2 separate regions of the Rattus norvegicus genome follow, and region 2 is linked to region 1. A link is a contact called in public Hi-C data. All regions are on one chromosome and are shown on one strand. Each heading gives the region's core, a stretch centred on a gene start, on an enhancer-like site or on the middle of the called end of the contact. The rest is flanking DNA. Distances are from core to core; before and after follow the strand shown. Region 1 holds the start of Cfap251 (cilia and flagella associated protein 251). Region 2 holds the start of Tmem120b (transmembrane protein 120B).

Evidence for each region. A called contact is a pair of places that touch in the nucleus more often than the background predicts.
Region 2: a Hi-C map of liver shows a contact between it and region 1, with 5 times the contacts expected there. The contact joins the promoter of Tmem120b here to the promoter of Cfap251 in region 1. A contact is called at or near these places in 5 of 12 Hi-C or Micro-C datasets (hepatocytes, kidney, liver and 1 more).

What each region holds. Positions count from the first base shown.
Region 1 is chr12:38,995,909-39,001,190 of GRCr8, reverse strand. It overlaps Cfap251 (cilia and flagella associated protein 251), which reads left to right and starts at 3,310. Exons shown (of 22, transcript XM_008769275.3): 1 at 3,310-4,305. Psmd9 (proteasome 26S subunit, non-ATPase 9) reads left to right here. Exons shown (of 6, transcript NM_130430.2): 5 at 239-327; 6 at 870-1,101. The coding sequence ends at 897.
Region 2 is chr12:39,146,205-39,151,184 of GRCr8, reverse strand. It overlaps Tmem120b (transmembrane protein 120B), which reads left to right and starts at 3,095. Exons shown (of 12, transcript NM_001271309.2): 1 at 3,095-3,304. The coding sequence starts at 3,236.

The DNA of each region.
Region 1 (5,282 bases), core at 2,061-4,560:
GAACTTAAGGAAACAGTTCTCATTCAAGTCACCATAGTTCCTACCACTCTTACCCTCCCACCATTTTTTAATTTCTTAATTTCTTCCTTGTCCTTTAATGCTGGTGACCAGCGAGAGGAACCTGTCCAGTTAGGGGCCCAGAGCAGTCCATTTCATGGTCAGAAAGTGGTGTCTCCACATTCTGAATCTGCTTGAGTGGACGGAAGCAGGGGCTTGAACGACCTTCTTTGCCTTTCAGAAGCCCCTGAATGTCATGGTGATCCGCAGAGGGGAGAAGCACCAGCTCAGACTGACTCCCACCCGCTGGGCAGGAAAAGGACTGCTGGGGTAAGGCTGGGGTCTGATTCCCTCATGCTCTCCCACCCTGGTCTTGATGGAGGGTGTGCTCAGACAGAGGGCTGGGGGTGCTGGCACCAATGGATAGTGTGCTCAGACAGAGGGCTGGGGGTGCTGACAGGTCCACTGAAGGATGGTGGTCCCCAGAGTGTGGAAACTGGTGGCTAAATAACCTTTCTAATGAATAAGGCTGCAGGCAAGAGGCAGTGGGTCCTCAGGTCATCTGAGAGTCTCTGCTTCTCAATCCTGGGGCATTGTCTTTAAGAGAAAGCAAAGTAGCCAGCAAGATGGCTCAGCAGGTGAAGGAACTTTCTGCCAAATCTCTGACCTGAGTTAGCTCCCAGGATCCACATGGTGGCAGGAGAGAACTGACTCCTGCAGGCTGTGCGTGGCACACGCACGCACACTCTCTTACATACACAGGGAATGTGAATACATTAAGAAGTACAGTCTTGTTCAGAGAGAAGTGTGTACCTGCTGGTTTCCCAGGCTGGAGCCGTCAAACCTGAGCGGTGTCTCTTTTTCTCTTACAGCTGCAATATTACCCCTCTCCAAAGATGACTGCTTCCTGGGAGCTGCAGGAGAGCTTCTTCAGCTGGGCCCGCGCTTGGCCTGGGGGATTTCCTCATTCTCTCGGCTCCCTCAAGTGTAAGGATCTGGAAGAGAGTGGCGGACGCCTGAGCGTCGAGGTGGAAGAGACGCTTTGGCTGCCTGATGTAGTCTCTGGGTTGAGGCATTATTAAAAATGTGGTTTGTGCTTAGCTACGTCTTGTGCAAAGTGCAAATTAGCCTGTCTGGGAAGTCTCTAGATTATGAGCCAGTGAGTGAGGGTGACGCTGGCAAGTAATGATCTGATGTCATTTTCTTTTTTTTCCTTTTTTTTGTTTTATTCTTTTGTTTGTTTTTTGAAACAGGGACTCTGTGCAATTCTGACTGTCCTGGAGCTTCCTGTGTAGACCAGGCTGGCCTTGAGCTGACAAGAGATCCTCCTGCCTCTGCCTCATTAGAGGCATGTACTAACATGGCTGGCTAGACTTTGAGAAATATGTATTATACACATACATACGTACATAACACACACACACACACACACACACATATACATACATACATACACACATATATACATGCACATAGTACATTTCTATATTTCCTGTCACTTTCAGTCCCTCTCAGACGTCCTCTCATGCTCACTTTCTAGCTGCCTGCCCTCTCTTTTTCCTTTTTAAATAAACAGCCTACTGAGTGCAATTTGTGCTTCGGGTATATTCATGGGTGTGGGCTCTTCCCTGGAGGAATGTGGTCGACCTTCCAGAGACCACACCCCTAAGTGCCGCAGGGACTTGCATCTCCCTCCTTTCTTTCTGAGTCAGGGTCGCATGTAGTCCAGTCCTGCCTCAGGTTTACCACAAAGCTGAAGATGTTGTGCTTCTCCCTGCAACGTCCTCCTGCAGGACCACACGCCTGGGGCGGGGTTGTGCGGGAGATGGGATCTCATGAGTTCAGACTGGCCTGGAGCTCAGTGTACCGGGACCGGCCTTACACTTGGGATCTTCCTGCCCTGGTCCCCTGGTCTTCTGGTGTGTGCCACCAAACTTGGCTGGTTGTCATTGTTACAGGGTTCTTTCTCAGATAAAGCCAGTTTTGCAGTTACGTGATTATGACCATCGTTCAGTCCCTCCTGGATTCCACATGAACTCAGAACCAAGCTCAGAAGGAGTTGGAAAAGAAGTTGTGCAAAGCAAATCAGTTCCCGAGCTAAAGTCAGGTTGATTCTTAGGCTGGAAACTGAACCTGGACCTCATAACTCTATGAGTGTTCATCGTGGGGATGAGCAGCTAGCAGTGCTGTGAGAGTCTGATGCAGCCTCAGAAGTTGGGTCAGTGTAGCCACCATAGCAAAGGCCAGGTAGAGGTGGCTCAAACTTACAACCCCAGCACTCAGGAGGCAGAGAGAGGTGCATCTCTAAGTCTGAGGCCAGCCTGTCTACAGCATGAGTTCCAGGACAGCCATGGCTGCACGGAAAAATCTGCTTCCAAACAAAATTAGCAAAGGTCACAAGGTCTCACAGGTTGCCCAGTGTGGTGTTGGCTTCCTCTTCAGTAACCCACTGGAAAACAGCAGACTTATTTACTTCTACAATAAAAGACCCTGCAGATAGCTCCTGATTTGGGCTTTTGTAATTGAGCCTCCCCACAGGGCAGTGGTGGTGATGCACCCTTTAATCCCAGCACTCAGCAGACAGAGGCAGGCAGGCAGATCTGAGTTCGAGGCCAGCCTGGTCTACAGAATGCGTTCCAGGACAGCCAGGGCTGCACAGAGAAAACCTGTTTCAAAATACAAAGAGATTGACCCTCTTGGGGTCGGCAGCGTGGGAAGGTGAGGTGCGCTTGCTGTTGTCGAGGTGAAGGGGTTTGTGGATGCCACTTCCTTCTGATTTTAAGATGATAAAATTGGTGTGGGTGATTCCTAGTGACTCCGTTTTTCTTCCTTTCTCCATGTGCCCCAGTCATTCCCCAGTTGCCACCCGTTTCTGTTTTGGATGTCTGGCACTTTCTACAAGGAAGCTTGTGTCCTTGGATTGGATTTGCTCAGGATGGAGGCAGAGACCAGCTTTCTCTGATGGCAGTCAGTACTGATGCGTGCTTCCTGCTTTGACTACTCACACTGGACTTGAAAGCCTCCCCCAGGCTGCTTCATCCAGACAGCCCCACGCATCCCTCTCTTGTAGCCAGACTTGCTATGTTTACTTGTGTTTGCTGTTCCCGTTGTAGGCTAGAAGTCCAAGTATTTTCCAGCCTCTATAATAAAACGCAGCTTGTACCAACCATTCAGTTCATCCTCTCTGAGCTATGCACCTCATCACCAACACTCGGACATGCGAGGTGGTGGCACTTGTTGGGAGTCATTCATAGTCTCCCATAGTGGGGGCAGCAGGCCTTGGACAGCTCAGGATGCCACCTTTGGGCTCCTTTGACTCGCTTCAACACAAACATCACTAATGGACTTAACCAAGCTGAAATGTTTCGTGCTAACAGCAAGATGATGCCCGCCACATAGCTTCAATCCCAGTTAGCTAAACTCTGCATGCTGTGCCCTGGCGAGAAGGTGGGCGGTTGGGTGCAGCCTTTGTGAGGCCAGAACATTGGGTTTAGTGCTGGGAGAATCTTGCTAAGTGATTCACCATTTCTTGCATGGCTTCCTGGAGAGGCATGAGCACACATCTGTTTACCTTGCACTGACAGGGAACTGAAGGAACGAATCACCCAAATCAGCCCGGTGGACAAGTGAGCCTTCTCGGGTTACTCAGAGGAGAAAACCCCACGGCACTGTGGATGTACAACTCCAGGCAGCTCCCCGGAACTCTTTCACACAGAGTAAAGTCTTGTGTGGCCCAGGCTGTCTTGGACCCTTGTGGCTTCATCTCCCTAGTTCTGGGTTCGCAGGTGTGACATCACACCTGACCCATCGTCTAATTTTGATTTATGCATTTAGTATTCGTTCATTCACTCATCCATTTATTTTACTGCTTTTATGACCCCCAGGAAGGGCTGAGGGATTCCCCACCCCCCACCTCCGAGTTTTCCGAGCATGCCTCTACCCTCCGAATGCCCAGTCTGAAGAAAATAACTACAAACACTTTTTCATTACGTCTTGTCCAACTCTGGGAAAGTCAGAATTGCCAGTGTGGGGAGTAGCTCTAGCGAAGTGCCCTATAGGAAAAAGCTAGAGCGAGAGCGGCTAACCCAGCAGGGGGCAGGCTGGGCCGGTTGGAGGCCGCTTTCTGGGCACGTGATTACCATCCCGCTTCCTGGCTTTCCTGCCGGGCGCGACTAGCTGTTGCCATAGGGATGGAGCTTGGTTGGCAACGGTCACTAGGGAGTATGGACAGGAGCCACTGGCGATCTCTTGGGATTCCTCGAGGCAGGACGACCCAAGGCTTTTGAGGAAAGACGTGGGAGCGACCCTGTAAGTGTGAAGTGAAGGGTGCGGCTCGGGTGGGGGCCCTGGCCAGGCAGGGGGCAAGGGTGTGGGGTCTGGGAAGTCCTCAGGAAGAGGAAGAGGTCACTCCTGGATCTAGTTGTAGGATAAACCAACACATCTGTGGCATTGCCCCTGCCTGGGTGTGGAAATCGTCCGAGCGAGTGTGCTGGCAAAGTGGCATTTTTTTTTCCAAACAGAAGAACTAAATTCTAGCTCTGTCCGTCGCAAATCACGCTTCCCAGAGCCACAAACTTTTTCGTTTCTTTTTTAAAAGAAAGATTGGGCTGGCCCAGAACTCAGAGTGATCCTCCTGCCTCTCCCTCCTGAATCCCGGGATTACAGATATGGGCCTAGCCCTCCTGCTCCCAAACTCTTACAAGAATTCTTGTAGGTGCAAAATAAGAGAATGTATCAGAGGAATTAAATTTTTTTTAAAAAAATGATTTTATGTGCAAGAGTGTTTTGTCTGCATGTATGTCTGTGTGCCACCTATGAAATGTCTACAGAGTACAGAAAAGGGTGTCAGATCCCCCTGAAACTCAAGTTCCAGATGGTTCTGAGCCACTGTGGTCAGAGCTGGGAATCAAACTTGGGTCTTCTGAAAGGGCAGCCAGAGCGCTCTTAACTACCCAGCCATCTTTCCAGTCCAGAATTAAAATTTTTTTAATTTATTAATTTATTTATTTATTGGCACCATGTTAGATGTGTTGAAATCACATGACAACATTTGGGAGTTGGTTTTCCCACCATGTGAGTCCCAGAGGAGGGGGCTCTGTCTACCTTAGGCAGTCAGACTTAGGGTCTCACCTACCCGAAAGGTCTTTTAAACTGTCAAGTTCTTTGCAAAAGCTTTTGCTTCCCACCCCCCATATTACCTGATACCCCCACCATCACATTTTGTGAACACGTGGTGGACCTGTGTTGAGTATTTGACATGTATCACCCTAGTCTTCAAATCAGGC
Region 2 (4,980 bases), core at 1,846-4,345, 150 kb before region 1:
TAAGTAATCGAGACAAGGTGTGGCTTGGTTTTTTGAGACAGGTTTTTTTTCTGTGTAGCCTTGGCTGTCCTGAAACTCACTCTGTAGACCAGGCTGACCTCCAACTCACAGAGATCCACTGCCTCTGGCTCCTGAGTGCTGAGATTTAAGGCATGTGTCATTACGGCCTGGCTTTGACTTACTTTTTTTAAATTTTTTTTTAAGATTTATTCATTTATTATATATAAGTACACTGTAGCTGTCTTCAGATACACCAGAAGAGGGCATCGGATCTCTTTACAGATGGTTGTGAGCCACCATGTGGTTGCTGGGAATTGAACTCAGGACCTCTGGAAGAGTAGTCGGGTGCTCTTAACCGCTGAGCCATCTCTCCAGCCTCCTTGACTTACTTTTTTAATTTAAAATTTATTTTATGTTTGTATGTGCTTGCCTGTTTATGCACCACATACACAGGCACATGGTGCCTGAGGATTCAGAAGAGGGCATCAGATCCCCTGGAAGTGGACTTATAGATGTTTGTGAGCCGCCATGTAAATGCTGGAATTTGAACCCAGGTTCCCTGGAAGAAACAGCCAGTGCTCTTTACTGTTGAGCCACTCTCCCCTGCCTGTTTTGTGGCTATTCCTGGAGAGTCATTACTACACAGAGGACAATGTTCTGATGTGCAGATATTCCACCCCTCACAATATGACTGTGTGAATGAGGTTGTATTAGTGTAAGGTATTGTCCATGTTGAAACACAGCTCATACTTCAAAGGGGAAAGAGAGAGTTTCTTCTGGGCTGGAAAGGTGGATTAGCAGTTAGGGGCACTTGCTGCTCTTGTCATACCTGGGCTTCATTCTCAGCACTTACGAAGGGGCTCACAGTCAGCTCCAGTTTCCAGGGGAGCCTACACCCTCTTCTGGTTTCCTTGAGTGTCAGACATACACATTGTGAGCAGGTATACAGGCAAAGCATTCATACATATAATAACATTTTTTAAAAGACATATATTATTTTGGAGCTAAATATGATTGCCCATGGTAAAGAAACAGAGATTTAGTACCGCAAAGTGCATGCTCCAAAGTGGTGATAGTTTGATGAAATTTTTATAGTAACTGAACAAAGAAAGTCTTAAATCAAAACACTTGGGCTGGAGAGATGGCTCAGCGGTTAAGAGCACCCGACTGCTCTTCCAGAGGTCATGAGTTCAATTCCCAGCAACCATATGGTGGCTCACAACCATCTGTAAAGAGATCCTATGCCCTCTTCTGTTGTGTCTGAAGACAGCTACAGTGTACTTATATATAATAAATAAACAAATCTTTAAAAAAAATCAAGACACTTGATAATACACTGTAAAAATCATTTAAGCTACACCAAAATGGAGACATCCTAGTTCTGGGCCTGAGGGGGTTACCTCACAACACTTTTAGTCTTTTGGCTAGCAGAAACTAAGGCTTTATCGATACATTTCAAAAGGCTTTACACAGAATGTTAGGTCCCTCACAGCCCAAGATGAATTGTATGTAATTAGGCACCAGACCTGCAACATTCTAACCTCTAAACAACTAGCGGAAGATACTGTTGAAGATACAGCTTCTTTATGGGAACTTTCTTTCTTTTTTAATGTATCGTTTCATGTTTATGTCCGGTCTTCAGACACTCCAGAAGAGGGAGTCAGATTCCATCACAGATGGTTGTGAGCCACCATGTGGTTGCTGGGAATTGAACTCTAGACCTCTGGAAGAGCAGCCAGTGCTCTAAACCACTGAGGCTGAGTCATTTCCCCAATCCCTCTGGCACTTTCTTTAACAGTGTCTTCATAAGAAAGGGCACACAGAGAGGCCCTATAAATACTGGTCAGGGCCTGGAGTAATACCACTGAAGGCCACAGAGCACCGAGGGTTGGCAGCCATTGTCATGACTGGTAGGTAGCAAGGCAAGAGACTACCCAGGGTCTCGGGAGTCACAAGGCTTTACCGACACTTTGATTTCAGGTTTGTAGCCTGTAGAACTGTGAGATAAATGCATTTCTCTTGTCTGGGCCACCCACTTGTAGCGATTGCAGTCCTACGAAACTAATACAGGTGTCTTTTTTTATTTTAATTAATTAATTAATTAATTTTGCAGGGTCTTACCGTGGAGTTGGCTCTGAACTCACTACGTAGACCAACCAGGCTGGTCTCAAACTCACAGAGATCTATCTGCCCCTGCCTCTTCTATTAAAGCCATGTGCCACCCAAGCTCTACCTGTAGAACGCAGACCTAACCATTGAAGTTTTTCCTCCAGCCCCCAGGCAACATTTGATACTTTATTTTATTTGATTATTCTTTTTTTTTTTTTTTTTTTTTTTTGAGGCAAGTCTTACTATGTTGCCAAGGCTGGTGTGCAATATCACACCCAGCTGCAGGTGTCATTTGAATGAGGTTCCAGGGATGAGCAAGAAACCACTGCATGATGATTCAGAGGGAAGAATGCCAAGTCGGGATGACAACAATGGCCAAAGAGCTGGATTCAGGGCAGAACGATAGGAGGTGTGATTGGAAAAGCCAGGCTGGCGCAGGTCTTTTCGGACTTTGCAGGGAAAGGGAGGGAACTGTATTCCATAAACTTGGTGCTTGGTCTTTTGACTGACAGCGGCAGCTGTCAAGAGTCACCCAGTGTCTTAGAGGACAGGGATCTAGGCTGTATTGGTTGCAATAAATATCAATGCCAGCGTGAGAGGACAGAGCCAAGTCTGCATTTTCCCATCCTGCCCTTGACCTTACTACATGGTCACGGTCAAATCTGTCATTCCAGGGCACCGGCTTTGGCCTAGGTCAGACAATGTTAAGGAGTACAGGAATTTTCCTTTACCTCCCCCCAAATCATTTCCACCTCACTCCCCCACAAGGACAATCTAAGTAACGGAAGCCGTAAATGCAGCTTACAGATAGACCCTCCACCCACTCCGAAGAGAAACGGATACTACACAAGAGGAGTGAAGCGAGAGATCCAAGTGAGACGGATGAGTTGCGCCCTCCACGCGGCCAGAGCCGGGGAAACGCGTGCGCACGCGCGGGCCCCACCCTCGGGCGAGGGGGTGAGGCTGGCGCCGGGGCGGGGCCCGTGACGTCAGGTGCGCGCGTGGCTCCGGCTGCGCAGGAACAGCTGGTGCCTCGGGAGGCGGCTAGTGAGCGGGCGGGCGTGGGCTGCTGGTGGCCGGACGGGGCCACGCTGCGGGAGCCGCCGCCGCCTTGCACCATTGCACCATGTCCGGTCAGCTGGAGCGTTGCGAGCGCGAGTGGCATGAGCTGGAGGGAGAATTTCAGGAGCTGCAGGTAGGACCGGGCCACCTGGTCCCGCAACTCTGTTACCTGAGGTGCGGTGCCTTCCCCATCTAACCATCCCAGCACCGGAGGTGGGGCGATAGGACCCAGAGGGTGGCCCAAACTGTGCGTCCGATGGGCTAGTGGGTGGCCTGGCACGGCCCCTTCCTATCTCCCAGAGCTTTGGCTCCTCTGTCTCTTGGGGCGCCCCCATTCTCGCACCCTTTCACTCGCTCTTTGCTCCATGTTCACCCTTCGCTGCAGAAAGTTGGTCTCTGGCCCCCGAGGCAAGTTCCAGGTGTGTTCACGAGGAAACAGTGACACTCAAAGGACACCAGAGCAACCCCGACACAGGGATTTCGCCCCCAACCCTGCTACTCTCCAGCTGCAGTTGGCTCCTTAACTACTACTCGCTCTTGCTGGTGGGGCAGCCGTCTCCTGCAACTGCGGTTTGAGAGTTACACTTGGCTGCTTTTATCTGGGACCCTTAGGCAGTTCTTAAGTATCAAGGACCCCCCTTGTCTTTGGGGGCCCTGATGTGGTTCTGCTTATAGGCTGCTGCGAGCCGAGTTTGGCATTGAGGAGAGCAAGCATCTGTCAGTTCTGACAGCTGGCTGCCTCACCCAGTGATAGAGGGTTGCACCAGGTGGGTCGAAGGTGACTATAAGAACTGGCTCTGGAGAGAATAGCATCGTCACCAGGTCCTATCAGGAGGGTCCAGAGAGGCCTCAGCTCTGGGGACTAGAGACTCAGGAAACCTTGGGGACAGCCAAGAGGAACAACACATGGCTCTCTCGCATGCCCCCGGGTGGTTTCACATCGTTTGCACCCTCCTCCTGTCAATGGACACATTGTCATAACCCTCTTCCCTATAGCGTCTCAGTCGGGCTGCCCTCCTGCAATGTCTAGAGGAGGGTGTTGTCAAGGGGTGTCTGTGATGGGTCTTTCTACAGCGGGATGCTGGGGAGCCTGAGAAGGAAGGCAGGGGCAGAGACTAAGGTACCCAGGGCTGGCATCCCTTTGAGGTCGGTTGGTGCCTCCTCTTTTAGATCCAGGGCCTGGGTCACTCACAGTTCCCAGAGGATCCTTTTGGTTCCGCCCACAGGGAGAAGACTCAGCCACAGCCTAACAATTTGTCCCACTGGGTTGTGAGGCTGTGTCCTGCCACAGAGCCAGTGAGTGAGTGGGTCTTAGGGTTGGGAGTGGGAGACAGGGTTTCCTGCATGGCGCTTTTGCTCATGTTTTCTTCCTTTGGGCTTACTTTAAACTCCGAGGAGGAGGAGCCTACCACTGCAGAACTATGCCATTAATGCAATTATCGACAATTAGGTAGCAAGTCTTGGCAGGCAGGTGTTGCAAAGGAGTCCTTTGATTTGTTATGATCTGGCTTGGACAGGAAGATGTCATGATGTGTGTCAGGTGCTGGGGTGGTCAGGGCAGGGGAGTTATGGGTTGATCTGCATCTCATCGTTTGGTGGTGAAGGGCTATAGACAGACCTGGTGAGTGGAGATGGCGAAGTCTCCGAGCTGGTGGTCCCTTAGAGATAGGACAACTGGGACAGACTAGATCCTCCTTTGAGAAAGAGGGACCCAACTGGTGTAGGCTTGATGGTTAACTTCTGGGTCTGAGGGCTTTTAGTGAATGGCTTCCTGGTGGTCAAGATCATAGACTGGAGCAAAAATTACCA